Linked DNA regions of Mus musculus: all the other regions are linked to region 2. Evidence: chromatin contacts called from public promoter capture Hi-C data. All regions are on one chromosome and are shown on one strand. The core of a region is the stretch at or near the end of the contact, and the rest is flanking DNA. Distances in the headings are between cores, read along the strand shown. Region 1 holds the start of Tapbp (TAP binding protein). Region 2 holds the start of Zfp101 (zinc finger protein 101). Region 3 holds the start of Cyp4f16 (cytochrome P450, family 4, subfamily f, polypeptide 16).

What was found. Promoter capture Hi-C pulls out the DNA fragments that hold promoters and counts their contacts.
Region 1: a promoter capture Hi-C map of liver shows a contact between it and region 2, with 2.3 times the contacts expected there. The contact joins the promoter of Tapbp here to the promoter of Zfp101 in region 2. A contact is called at or near these places in 4 of 39 promoter capture datasets (3T3-L1-derived adipocytes, cranial neural crest, liver and 1 more) and 2 of 115 datasets of contacts at active chromatin or transcription factors (both in embryonic stem cells).
Region 3: a promoter capture Hi-C map of hippocampal neurons shows a contact between it and region 2, with 5 times the contacts expected there. The contact joins the promoter of Cyp4f16 here to the promoter of Zfp101 in region 2. A contact is called at or near these places in 11 of 39 promoter capture datasets (the 3T3-L1 cell line, the HPC-7 cell line, cranial neural crest and 5 more), 1 of 484 Hi-C or Micro-C datasets (bone marrow-derived macrophages), 2 of 115 datasets of contacts at active chromatin or transcription factors (bone marrow-derived macrophages and differentiating embryonic stem cells) and 2 of 9 other capture datasets (adipose tissue and liver).

Annotation. Positions count from the first base shown.
Region 1 is chr17:33,917,422-33,921,637 of GRCm38.p6, forward strand. Tapbp (TAP binding protein) reads left to right here and starts at 2,057. Exons shown (of 8, transcript NM_009318.2): 1 at 2,057-2,303; 2 at 2,450-2,629; 3 at 2,828-3,088. The coding sequence starts at 2,267. Zbtb22 (zinc finger and BTB domain containing 22) reads left to right here. Exons shown (of 2, transcript NM_020625.3): 2 at 1-1,904. The coding sequence ends at 1,378. It overlaps Gm19412 (predicted gene, 19412), which reads right to left and starts at 3,075. Exons shown (of 2, transcript NR_168019.1): 1 at 2,649-3,075; 2 at 1,868-2,205.
Region 2 is chr17:33,392,097-33,396,917 of GRCm38.p6, forward strand. It overlaps Zfp101 (zinc finger protein 101), which reads right to left and starts at 2,541. Exons shown (of 4, transcript NM_009542.2): 1 at 2,392-2,541. The coding sequence starts at 2,412.
Region 3 is chr17:32,534,163-32,538,523 of GRCm38.p6, forward strand. Cyp4f16 (cytochrome P450, family 4, subfamily f, polypeptide 16) reads left to right here and starts at 2,395. Exons shown (of 13, transcript NM_024442.2): 1 at 2,395-2,493; 2 at 2,836-3,034. The coding sequence starts at 2,837.

The DNA of each region.
Region 1 (4,216 bases), core at 807-3,306, 520 kb after region 2:
CACTGTCGCCCCTGCCACCGTAGGCTCTGTCCGTTCCCATACCTCCAGCAGGGCCAGTGAGAATCAGTCTCCCAGCAGTAGCAACTACTTCAGCCCCCGGGAGTCGACTGATTTCTCCTCTACCTCCCAGGATGCATTTGTGGCCTCAGCAGCAGGTAGTGGGAACCGTCGGGATGGTGGCCCGGTGTTCCCAGCCCCTGTGGTTGGCAGTGCGGGTACCACCTCCGGGAAGTTGCTGCTGGAGGCCGATGAGCTATGCGATGACGGTGGGGATGGGAGAGGGGCCGTGGCCCCCGGGGCTGGGCTCCGGAGGTCTAACTGCATGCCTGCCAGTGCAGTGCCACAGAAACACTGGGTGTATGTGAAGCAAGCTAGAAATTGCCCTGCACCAGCCTCCCTGGTCCACCAAGACCCCGATCTAGAAGATGAGGAAGAGGAGGAAGATCTGGTGTTGACTTGTGAGGATGATGAGGATGAAGAAATGGGAGGCGGCTCTGGGGTTCCTGCAGGGGGAGAGCCCGAGGCTACCCTCAGTATCAGTGATGTTCGGACCTTGACCGAGCCTGCAGACAAGGGGGAAGAGCAGGTCAACTTCTGTGAATCCTCCAATGACTTTGGCCCCTATGAGGGTGGGGGCGCTGGGGCAGGGCTTGATGACCCCGGAGGACCCACCCCTTCCTCCTATGCCCTCACCCACCCTCCACGACCCCTCCTTCCATTGGATGTGCCGGGCAACCAGATCTTGGTTTTCCCATCCTCCTCTTCACAGGCTCCAGGCCAGCCACCAGGGAACACAGCTGAGCACGGGGCAGTGACCCTCGGGGGCACCTCTGCGGTGGGGCTGGGCATACCAAGTGGCTCTGGTGGGGCTCCTGGAGGGACAGGCAACAGCGACGGGAATAAGATCTTTCTGTGCCACTGTGGGAAGGCTTTCTCACATAAGAGCATGCGGGACCGGCACGTGAATATGCATCTCAACCTGCGACCCTTTGACTGCCCCGTGTGCAACAAAAAGTTCAAGATGAAACACCACCTGACCGAGCACATGAAGACACACACGGGCCTCAAGCCGTACGAATGCAGTGTCTGCGCCAAGAAGTTCATGTGGCGGGACAGTTTCATGCGTCACCGGGGACACTGTGAGCGTCGGCACCGGATGGGTGTGGGTGGGGTCGGATCTGGACCGGGTCCTGGACCTGGACCCGGGACACCTTCTGGGCCAGCATTGCAACCCAAGAGGGAGTCTTCCACAGTGGGTGGGGGCAGTGGCGATGAGGCAAATTCGGCCACGCCCCCGTCCCATAGGCGTGTCTGGTCCCCACCCAGCGTGCACAAAGTGGAGATGGATTTCAGTGGGGGTGGAGGTGCAGCACACTGAAGAGCAGGCAATTGGGGAGCTTAGTCTAAGAGCAATGGCTCCCGGGGTTTCCCCCACCAAACAGTCTTCCCTTACCTCGGTGGACTTGTATATATTCTAGAGAAGGGCGTGGGTTGCACCGTCGCCAGCCCGTTCCATTCCTCAGCCCCTTCCTCGAGATCTCTGGAACTAAGCTGTGTTTTTGCTTTTCCCCTGAGCACACCAGAGCCCCACCTTCACGGAGTAGTGCCAACAAGGTGGGGGAATGGAAAAGGGACCTTTTGAGCATCCTAGAGTCACAGAGCCAACAGTCAGGTTGTGCTAGTTTGTGCCTGAAGTCTGTGTTTGTGTTGTGGGACAAGGCCTTTGAGTCTTAACGATTGTCCTTTCTCCTCTTGAAGGATACGCCCCTTATTTCTGTACTACCCCACCCTTGCCATGGGGATCCCAAATTGGGTTGTCATGAAAGTGGGTGGACACAAGGTGGGAGCCGCGTAGTATAGGTCTTAATTTTTAACGGTGATTAAAATATTTATTGGTCACTTCACTTGGCTTCCCAACACCCCTCTGTTTGCTGGGACCTGGCACAGGTCTGGGAACGCGGGAGTGTGGTTTTAAGGGAGGTGGCGCGGAGAGGGCACAGCAGGAGGGCGGAGTCTAGGCTGATAAAGGGCTCAAAGTTGGCGCAGTCCGGTGAGCCAAGGGGGTGGGTGCAGGGCGAGGAGTGGCTGGAGAGCTACAGACAGGGTTTCGGCAACTCTGTTTGGCCCCTGTGGGCGGCGTTCCTCCAACGCGCAGTCACGCCCTCACCTGACCAGATCGGGGAATTTCCAGTTCCTCACCCCAGCCTTAGAAGGAAAATGAAAGTGAAAGGGGAAGAAAAGACTTGGTAGGAGAGATCGTAGCACCATGAAGCCTCTGCTCCTGCTCGTCGCTGTGGCACTGGGTGAGCAGACCCCATTTCTTCTTGTTTAGGAATAGACACACTGGGAAGGAGAGGGAGGAGGTCCCATGGCGGGTCTGAAGGGGCGGGCCGGTCGCCGGTCGCCGGACATCCTATGGCCCTCTGGTCACCGGAGCCCCTCTCCCCAGGCCTAGCGACCGTCGTCTCCGTCGTCTCGGCTGGACCAGAGGCGATCGAGTGCTGGTTCGTGGAGGATGCAGGTGGGGGTGGCCTGTCTAAGAAACCTGCCACACTGCTACTGCGCCATGGACCCAGGGGACCGCCGCCCCGGCCAGATCTTGACCCAAAGCTATACTTCAAGGTGGATGGTGAGTCTTCGGGACTTACCTGCATCTGTCGCCTCCTCTTAGCTCACGCAGGGACGCTGGGCCTCAGTTTTCCCTTTTGTAAATACGTTTGGATGCTCTCTAAGTCGTTCACTACTTTGCTAGTTTGTGCCTTCCGGCCTGTGTGTAGTCAGCACATTTCCAGTCCGGGCTACCGTTACACCCTTTTCGGTTCTGCAGACCCGGCGGGAATGCTCCTGGCCGCCTTCAGGCGGTACCCCGCAGGCGCCTCCGCCCCACACTGCGAGATGAGCCGCTTCATCCCGTTCCCTGCCTCGGCGAAGTGGGCTAGAAGTCTGAGTCCGGAGCAGAACTGCCCGCGGGCCCTGGACGGGGATTGGCTGCTGGTCAGCGTATCCAGCACTCTCTTCAGCCTCTCCAGCCTGCTGCGACCACAGCCGGAGCCTCTGCGGGAGCCTGTCGTCATCACCATGGCAACAGGTAGCCGCCGAGAGGCGCGCGAGATGGATGGGTAGTTTTTAAGGATCTAGATGGGCCAGTTCGGCGACTCGCCAAGAGGTTTGAATGGGTCATTTCTTCAACTGGGGATCAGTATATATTCTTTTGTTAAGGGAAGGGAGTTGGTTAGATTTTATCTTCACCCTTCATTGTAGGCTGAGAGTAAAATTGAAACCTACTGTGGTTTGGGGGCGGGACTTTGCAGAGGCGGTCATGGTGTCGGTTTCCAGATCCCAGAGTTTGAGAAACTCATAAGGTTAGGCGTCCCGAAACCCAAATTTTTTCTGCACCCATCCTAGGTTTCAAAAATCACACTTTGAGTCTCTTCAAAGCGCACTAGAGACTAGGGACAGTCAGCCCAGCAAGGAACCTCTTGCCAAGGCTCTCGGCCACGGTCTTTAGTGCCTCAACAGTGGCCTCTAGTGGGCAGAACGGTGGCTTGTGCACAGGTGCGGTTCTGCCGCTTGAGTTCCCAGAGATCCACCCACCACTTTGCTGTGCTGGACAGGGGAAGGGGCACTCTATGGGGTAGATCTGTCTTGAATGTCCTGAATGTTTGCTTTTCTCTCTGGACACCACCTAACAGGTAGATAGAATCGTCATTGGCTTTCCCCATTTCTGGTGCTTTTATGCAAATATTCTCACCGAACTCAGTCCTTTGCCTTCATCATTTGAAGTCTCCAAATGGGGACAGTCTGAAACTCCACTGGCACCTCTACTCTTAGCTCCACCCTGTGCAGGCCCTTTGTGGGGACAGTAGTTCTCTTGAAACCACCTGCCCTCACACTGCTGGTCTTCATGTGGGATGGTGTTGGCTACCTTTTGCCCTATGGGTCGTTTTTTTCCAACTGTAAGAAGTAGGATCTATTTTGCCAGCTACTTTTATTTGTGGCATTGAAGCAAGGCCCTGTGCAGCTATGTGCTGGTCCAATAAATGTTATTAGCACCAAGAAAAAGTTAGGACCCTGAGGTCCCCAGATCGACCTCCAGATAACTAGCAAAGAACCTACTGAAAGCTTGGGCTTGGGAATCACAGTGTATGGGGTGGCCCTGCGTGCTCAGTGACGGGTGATCAGATGTCGACTCACCGTGCTTCTCAGATCTGTCAAA
Region 2 (4,821 bases), core at 1,291-3,790:
AAAAGTCAGACAGGAAGATGGAGAGATGGCTCTGCAGTTAGGCCTCTTGTGGCTCTTCCAGAGGATTCAAGTTTGGTTTCCAGCTCCTATAGTAGGTGGCTCATACCTACATGTAAGTCCAGCTCTAGGGGATCCAACACTGTCTTCTGACCTCTGCAGAAACCCAAGCATACATGCAGATGTGCACAGGAACACGAACAACACAAACCCCAAAATATATCTTTTTCCAAAATAAATTAGACAGATCTTAAATGAACAACCTGAAGAAGCACCTGAAGGCTTTGGGAAAACAAGATCCCAAAGTCCAAATCCCTAAGTGAGCGAAATAATGACGATCAAGTCTGAAATTAAGTAAAAAATTAACTAAAAAACAAAATAAAACCCACTGAAGTGGAGGGATGGCTCAGAAGAGCATGTGTGCCTTTTGCAGAGGATCCGAGTTTAGTTCCCAGGACTTACATAATGGACCAGAACCATCTATAACTCCCTCATGAATCTAATGTTTTCTTCTAACCTCTGTGAGCATCTGGGAAACATGTTACATATCTTTTCTGTCAGGCGAAATGTTCACATAATATATATATATATATATATATATATTCATTCTACAAAATTGAGTTGGTGTTGAAAAGATAAACATAATTGATAAACCCTTAGCCAAATAAAACAAGACACACATTAATGAAATGGGAGCTGAGGAAGGAGGCATTCCAATAGACACCAAAGAAATTCAGAGAATCATGGTAACATACTTGAAAATCTTATATCTCCAGGTTGTGTGTGGTGGCGCACGCCTTTAATCCTAGCACTTAGGAGGCAGAGGCAGGCTGATCTCTGTCAGTTCAAGGCAAGCCTCATCTATATAGCACGTTCCAGGCCAGCCAAGGCTACACACAGTAAAACTCTGCCTGGAAATAAAAAAAATTAGTATGCATTCCATGCTTGCCACTAAGCAGTCAATGACACACATGCTGCTAAAGAGAAAATCCTGGGATCTTCCTGCCAGAATCTAAGGGAGAAAAACTGTACAGCAGGATGAGCACAGGGCTGACTCTGTAGAATGTTTACTTAGTATGGAGACGCCCCCCCACCCCCACCCTCGGTCCCAGCACCAGCACCACATCAAAGCAAGTGTGCTGGCTCATGCCTTGAAATCCTAAAACCTGAAGGCAGGAGGATCCCAAGTTCAAGGTCATCTACATATGGAGTTTCATGATAGCCAGGGATCTATGAAACCCGGTTTTAAAATAAAAGTAAAAGTAAAAATAAATGAAGCCGAAGAAATGAGTCAACAGGCAAAAGCAGTCGTCAAGCATGCGTTGTGACCTGTGTTTGATCCCTGAACCCAGGGAATGGACAGGAGAACCAACTCCAACCCCACAAGGGAGTCCTTTGACCTGCACAGTATATACTATGGCACGGGAGCCCAAAGATTGGCTCACCACACATGAACAACACTAATAAAATTTGAAATGTTTTGTGCACTCAAACCAACTCTCAAAAAAATACCTCATCCAGAAGATAGAAGACACGTATGTTTTTCTCCCAGATGGCCCCTGTCCACACTTTCCCTAGTCGCAAATTACACTGTCTAGAAAAACGATTTACATAAGGGCAAAGGAAACAACCGAAGATGTTAATATTTTTCTAGAGGACTGTAATCTTGGTAAATACTAATTAAGGAGCCCACCTTGTAGGGCATGATGGTGCTCGCATCTAAACTGCAGTTCTCAGGAAGCAGAAGCAGGCAGATCTCTTGAGTTCAAGGTAGGCCTGGTCTACGTAATGAGTTCCAAGAAAGGAAAGAAGACAAACAAACACACATTACAGGCAGAGGCAGGAGAATCTCTGAGTTCGAAGCCAGCCTGGTCTACCAAGTGAGTTCCAGGGTAGCCAGGGCTACTGAGAAACCCTGTCTGAAAAACAAAGAAATCAACCAATCAAAAACTCACCAGCACCACTGCCACCAAAAGCACATTACATATTCCTTCTCTTTGGAGAAGCAGCCTAGAGCAAAACTAATACAAAATCAAGGAGACCTCAGAAAACAATAAAGCAGGCCAAACGCAAGTGCAAGGTCAGACCAGCAGTAACGCTCAACACCCACGTCCTTTCACTACACTGACCAGACCGCATCACCAACCCGTGAGCGCTGCAAAGTCTGCAGGGTGCAGGACCACCGAGCTCATTCCCCATGATAGCCAAGGGACTGGGATAAAGCAGTTTTACAGCGACAGGGCAGGAGGAGCCTCCGACTCCTGGCTCCGCCGGTGCCAAGCTCCACCTCGAACTGCAGCACAGCGCCAGAGGAACGTCGGGTCGGCGGTGCCAAGCTGCGCCAGGCTACGTCAAAGCCGCGGCCCACGACTCCGGGAGCAACCGTGTACTCACCATTTCCAGCTTCGGACGCATGCGGGGGTCCTTCGGAAGAGCCTGCCGACAAAATAGGTGGCACTGACTGAAACCAGCTGTCACAACACCTCACAAAAGCTACACGGGATTCAAAAATGGAGCCAGGGGCAGAAACTTCAGAACATCCGTGTTCCTCATTTGACAGTTCCAGCAAGGAAGTAACAGCGGCTCTGATTGGCGAAAGATGCTGGACCCGCCTTCTTATTCGTGAGTAGCAGGATCAACAACCTCTCCCATACTTGACGCAAATGGGGAAAAAAAAAAAAAAAAAAAAGATAGAGCAACACCCAATCTTAACCCAGACGTTCCGTTTGGAGTAAATATGTGGGATCCTTGCATTTAAGCACGACGCCTTCTGGGATTTTAGTGCACGCACTCGCTTTGTCGTGTACTCAGTGGGCTTCTACTGTTTCACATAAAATAGCGCTACAGATTGGCTCTGGACATCCCAGACTCAGTGTAGGGAAAGGAAAACCCATGACCCCAAACAGAGAAGGTTACCCGGTCAGGAGAGGACAGTGCCAATAATGAGTGCCAACTTAAGAATCTGAGATGAGGCAAATGGACTTTTGCACCTATATTTTTTGAAAGTTAAGATTTAAAATGTTGATTGAGCCCCAGGTTTGAAAGAAACCTGTACAAATATGTTAAAGCTTTGTCTGAAGAAATAATATTTTAAAACACGTTTGATAAAGACATATGCTTTTGCAAATGTCTCTTCTTACAGGCTTTACTTGGACTACTTCTGGGTATTGAACATTATTACTATAAACCAAGCCAAGAGCAGAAAGCAACATATATGAATTAATAATGTAAATAGAAAAAAACTTGTAAGCAAAGAAGAGGCTTTCGCTCCGGTACTGGTTGGCCTTTTGTCGACTTGATGTTAGTGGGGGTCATCTGAGAGAAGGGAACTCAACTTAGAAATGCCTCCATTAGATTGGCTATAGGCAAGACTGTAGAATATTTTTGGATTAAAGAATGATGTGTGTGTGTGGGGGGGGGGGGGTTTCCAATCTACTGTATTAATGCATACTTAGGTAGATAGGCCTAGGCTGTATAAAAAGGGAGAGTGAACATGCAGTATTTCCCCATGACCTCTACTTCAGTTCCCACCTCCAAATTTCTTCTTGAGTCCTGTGATGATTATTTTTCTGGTTGTCAACTTGACTCTGTTAGTCATGAAATCAAATCTGGGAATGGAGGACATACCTGTGAGAACTTTTTGCTTGCTTTGGAGTCGGTGATTCTGCTTCAGGTCTGGACCTTTGAGGTAGGGAGTCCCAGGCCTTTGAACCAAACCTTGAATCAGCTCTAATCTAGGCTACAGGCTTTGCTAGAGCTGGACGAGGAAGCTTCTGCTCCTGCCTGCTTGCCCTAGCCTTGCTAGCATGTCCATTCCTTCACTGGCATCAGAACCTTACTTTTTAGGGATTCCAGCATAAGCTGAAGACCAGCTGAGACATTTAGCCTCGTGGTCTGAGAAACTACAGGATTCTTGGGCTTTCCATCCACAGCCAACCATTGTTGGATTAGCTAGACCGCAGCCTGTGAGTCTTTCCAGTAAACCCCTTTTCTATACATATAGAAAGATTCATTCTGTAAGCTTTGTTACTCTCAAGAACTCTAATAATTTCCCTTCATGATGAACTTTAAGCCATAAGATAAAATACATCCTTCCCTAAACAAAGTTGCTTTTGTTTAAAGCAATGGAAAGAAAAGATAGAACCATTTCAACTAAACTCTTATTCAATGACCAGAAAACACAGTGAAAAGGTATGTTAAGAAATGAAGTCACACATGAGATACCTTTTATAAAATACTAACAGTCAAGTAGATCACACAAAAGACACATAGGTCTTATAAAATTACTGATTTTACTTCTGCCTTTAGAATATGTTCTGAATTGAAATAAATTGAATGAGAGAGAGAGAAAGAGAGAGAGAGAAAGAGAGAGAGAGAGAGAGAGAGAGAGAGAGAGAGAGAACCAGTGACTGGGTGAAGGTTATAATCAGAAACTTCTCAAAACCAGTACAAATAGTCAATGAATATATAAAAGCTAGTCAACTATTTTGCCAAGAAGGAAATTCACAGAAAAGAAGTAAATGAGACCAACATTTGTATCTCTTTGATCTCTTTTTTTGTCTAATTTCTCTGGCTATAATTTTGAATACTATATTAGAGAGAAAGAGAGAGAGAGAGAGACAGGGAGAGAGAGAGAGAGAGAGAGAGAGAGAGAGAGAGAGAGAGAGAGGAGACCCTTGTCTAGTCCCTGATTTTAATGGGTTTCTCCCCATTTTATTTGATGTTGTCTATTGGTCTGCTGTATGTTGCTTTTGTTATATTTAGGTATGCACCTTGAATACCTGATCTCTTCAATACTTTTAACATGAATGGGTGTTGTATTTT
Region 3 (4,361 bases), core at 1,145-3,644, 860 kb before region 2:
GAAAACTCTCAAAGCTACACACTTCTTCCCTTCTTGGAACCAGAGGCAATTATTCTGGCCTACTTCCTGATGCCCTGACCGCATGCGATCAAGCACATCCTGTGCAACTGGGACAACTGACCTTGTTTACAGAAGTGAAAACACGTGGTTTGTCATCTTACATGAAAAAAGCTGTAGAGAGAATCTCTTGTGTACTGTGTGGAAACACCACCTGTCAGTAGCTGGGAAACATAGTCCTGGGATGAAGTTGGCCACATTTAGAGTGGGTCTTTGCTCTAAGTTCAGCCTTTTTGACAGACTCGTATAGAGACTCCCAGAAATCATCTTCCACGGAAGTTGTAGACCCAGAAAGATGGCAGTGATGAGTGACCATTGTGACTATCTTATCAGGGTCTAGGAATATTCATCTGAAGACATGACGTATATCCTGCATTTATCTTATGATATGTAGCCGAGGTTGACCTTGAGTTTTATTCCTCTTGCATCCACCTCCCAAATGGCCTGATTATAGGTGTAACCCTTGGTTTATTTATAGCTCAGCAGGTTTATTTTTGGAACCGGTATCTGTTATTATGGGGTTGGCAACACCAAAGTCTAAGGCCCTAGACACCTGGTAAGACTTTAGACAGACACCGTAGCTGAGTTTTTAGGTCAGAGTTCGTTCATGACTGTTGCAGTCAAGGTTTGCTCTCAGGTCCTTTCAGTATTCAGTGTCCTGAGGAGGTAATTCGCTTCCTCTGTCCTCGACTCCAGCAGTCTGAGTTCCGGTCCTCCTGATAGAGGAGGGTTTGGTTGGGGCACAGGAGTAGAAGGAGTAATCCAGAGTTTAACCAGAGCGAGGAAGGAAGGGAGAACATATTCTTTGAAGAAGAGCCATTCAGGCCTGAAGAGATGGCTTAGTGGTTAAGAGCACTGGCTTCTGTTCCTTAGGAGCAAGGTTCAATTTGTACTACCTACGTGGTGGCTCGGAACTTTCTGCAGTTCTACTCCCAGGGGATCTCACACTCTTTTCTTTGCAAAGCTTCTGGAATCAAGCTTGTGTGTGGTGCAGACACATACATGCAGACAAAACATCTCTATACATAAATCAAATAAATAAAAGAAAAAATAAGAATGCTAAGTCAAGCGAAACAGCTATGGCTTCAACTGTGACAAGTGGGGGCCTTATACTGCTCTGTTCCATACAGTCTTTCCTTGTGTCTTCTCCAGTGTGGACTCTTTTAGAAATGTTGTGTGTTTCCTTTAGACGTTCATTACCCTAGAATTCAGTGTCATAAGTAGTTGTGAAATTGTAGACTTTGCCTATGCTTAAAAAGTACCTGTGAAGTTGAAAAATTTACTAGAGGAAAGGGAAACAACACCTTGTGAAAAATCCCCTGGGGAGGAAGTCTTGAGGTTGCTTAATTTTGATCTATTAGGGACCCCTAGCCTCCATAGTCCCTCATTTCTTGTTTGGGGAGCCCTGAGTTGGCGAGTCTGGACTTCTCCACTGACCTCTGCCCTTATCTTGCTCTATCAACCACCAATCAAGTACCCTTAACTCTGTTTCAGGACTTTGAGATTGCTTTTATCTGCCAACCTTTGAGCTGGTCCACCCATTGTTCTTTATGTCCGCGCTTTGGTGTGATGTTGGCTCCTTTTACTTGTCTAATAATGGGGAGCATGGCCATGGGAGGGTTCAGTGATTGCTAAGTCCATGACTTGCCGATCTAGGGTTTCTGAACAGCATACACTCCTGTTAAGGTCAAGTCGCCATTTGATCCTGGGAAGACAAGCCATTGCAGGCTTGTTCATTCTTGCCTGTACCCCTGTGCTCATAGCACTTCAGTCTGACTCCTTTCATCCTCACAAACCCGCTGAACTCTGACCCTTTAGTTGCCAGGTGTATTTTCCCAGCCAGGACATCTATCTCTTCAGTCTGACCATGGCTGGATTCTCTGGTCTAGTTTGGAATTGTTTCTATCCAGGGGCTGGGCTGCTAAGGGAGAGGACTGAATGCTGCAAGACTGTAGTCGGTGAGCAGAGGCATTCCAGAGACAGGTCTGCAGTTCTGCAGTTCTGCAGTGAGGAATTCTGCATGCTGCACTCCCACCAGTGAGATGTGCAGAGATCCCTGGGAGATGCTCAGGGAACATCCTGAACACCATCCTGGCACCTGTACTTCCTCCTTCACGCTTTTATCAGCAGACTGTTGCCCTTGGAAGGGCCCAGAGTCACCTTTGCCCTTGACTCAGAGGTGCTGCATCCTAAATGCAACCTGCCTGTGTGTGTTGCCCTGAGTCTTTCCCCTCCACTCCAGTCTGGCCCCGCCCAACTTGTTTTGGCCTGATGCCCAGGCAGGGAGGAAGTGGCTGAGCCTGGGAGGGATTTGATTGGTTCAGTCCAGCCTAACCCAGCCTCCCACACAGCTTCCTGAAGTTAGGAAGCAGGGGATAAATGCTTTTCACAGGACTGGGGAGAAGGTCTTAGAGGACCAGCAGCTCCTGAGATAAGGTACCGACTTGGGCTCTGAGGCAAGACAGGGTCCTGACTCTGATCAGGATGAGTTTATCAGTGTTGGGGTGGCTCCATGGAGACAATTGGCACAAGTGAGCCTGGGTTCCTGGATAACCGTTTGTGCTTCAGGCAGAGCCATCCCAGACTTCAACAGCTCTTGTCTGTGTGTTCCCTGCCTCCTTCTCTCTCTCTCATTCTGTCTCTTCCTGTATCTCCATCCCCTTCCCTGCTCTACTCCCTGCTCTACTCTCCAGTTTCTGCCCATGCTCAAAATTCTGAAGTTTTCCAGGTTCCTCTTCCAAACCTCAGAATCTCCTCCTGTGTCTGTCTGCTCAGCAGGATGCTGCGGCTAAGTGTGTCTGGGCTGGACCTGGGCTCTGTGGTGACCTCGTCATGGCATCTTCTGCTGCTTGGAGTGGCTTCCTGGATTTTGGCCAGAATCCTTGCCTGGACTTACTCATTCTATGAGAACTGCTCCCGCCTCAGTTGTTTCCCTCAGCCTCCTAAAAAAAACTGGTTTTCAGGTCACTTGGGCATGGTGAGTATGGCGGCAGATAGGCTGGGGGTACCGGGGTGTATGTGTTCCCTAGGCATCAGGAAAGGTCTGGAGCCTGTAGCAGGGAGAAGCAAAGAAAGTTATTTGGGCCCCTATTCTCATCACAACCCCACATTCATTTATCTTTCTTTCCAAGTTGTGCTCATCAGCCTTTCTCTCTTACCTGGCACCAGCCTACTGTGGGCCATACTCTCAGCAGGACTGAGGATTCCTCAAGTTCCTGGATATGTGTCATAGTCAGTGGATCCCATGGCGAATAGCACAGAGTAGTGGCATCCCTGGTATATTCTGTTTCACTGCTGGATTTGAGATCTTCCTTCAGTATGTCCAAGGTCTTGCCTCCTGCCTGGCTCATCTCTCTTGGTTTCAGATCAGTGACTGTATCTCTCTGGGTTGCTATTTGCCCTGTAGGATTCAGCTGCGATTTCTTACCTCCACCTACTGTTTGGGTGCAGAAGAGAGATTGTAGTTTTTTTCCCTTCCACTTCTTGGCCACTGTCCTTCCTCATTTTGCCCTCTGTCCTGAAGATGCATTAGTGGGCTCCATTATGCAATGTAGGTCAAGGATGAACACTTTTTAACATTGGTAGTGATTATCTGAAGTGCTTAGGGTTTGTGCATGCTAAGCAATGACTTTATTCCAAAGGCACATCACAGCATGACCATTTTCTCTCTGGTCTCATCATAATGACTACACTTCCTACTCAGTACCCTTCCCTGGTCACCAGGTCCCCTTGCTCCATGCTGCTCCATGTTGCAGAACCACATCTTGGGATTAGATCACTCATAATAGAGATATCATCACCAATGCCATACATTCAAGTACTGCTTCTCTCAACAGAATCCTCTTTCCTACCAACATTCTCATGTAACCATTGTTATCCAATGTCTTCTCAGCATCACCATCCTTTATGCATACTAACCTATCAGCTTCCTTACAGTTCCCTTTCATCTCCCCATGAGTTCAAATTCCTATCAAGATTTCAAGTGTGAGGTTCTTGACAATTCATTTTTCCTTTAAGCATTTGGAAAAGTGTTGCTTTTGATGCCCCCAAACTCCCATATGTTGTGTTTTGTTATGCACAGTGATACTGTAGAGTCAGGTGACATGTTTCTTCCCATTCTTATACCTCCTATGTGGTCTTGGTGCACTAAATCTCCTGTCTGTTGCTCCTCCTCTTCCTCTTCCTCCCCACTACTACTACTACTACTATTTCTTCTTCTTCTTCTTCTTCTTCTTCTTCTTCTTCTTCTTCTTCTTCTTCTTCTTCTTCTTCTTCTTCTTCTTCTTCTCTTCTCCTCCTCCTCC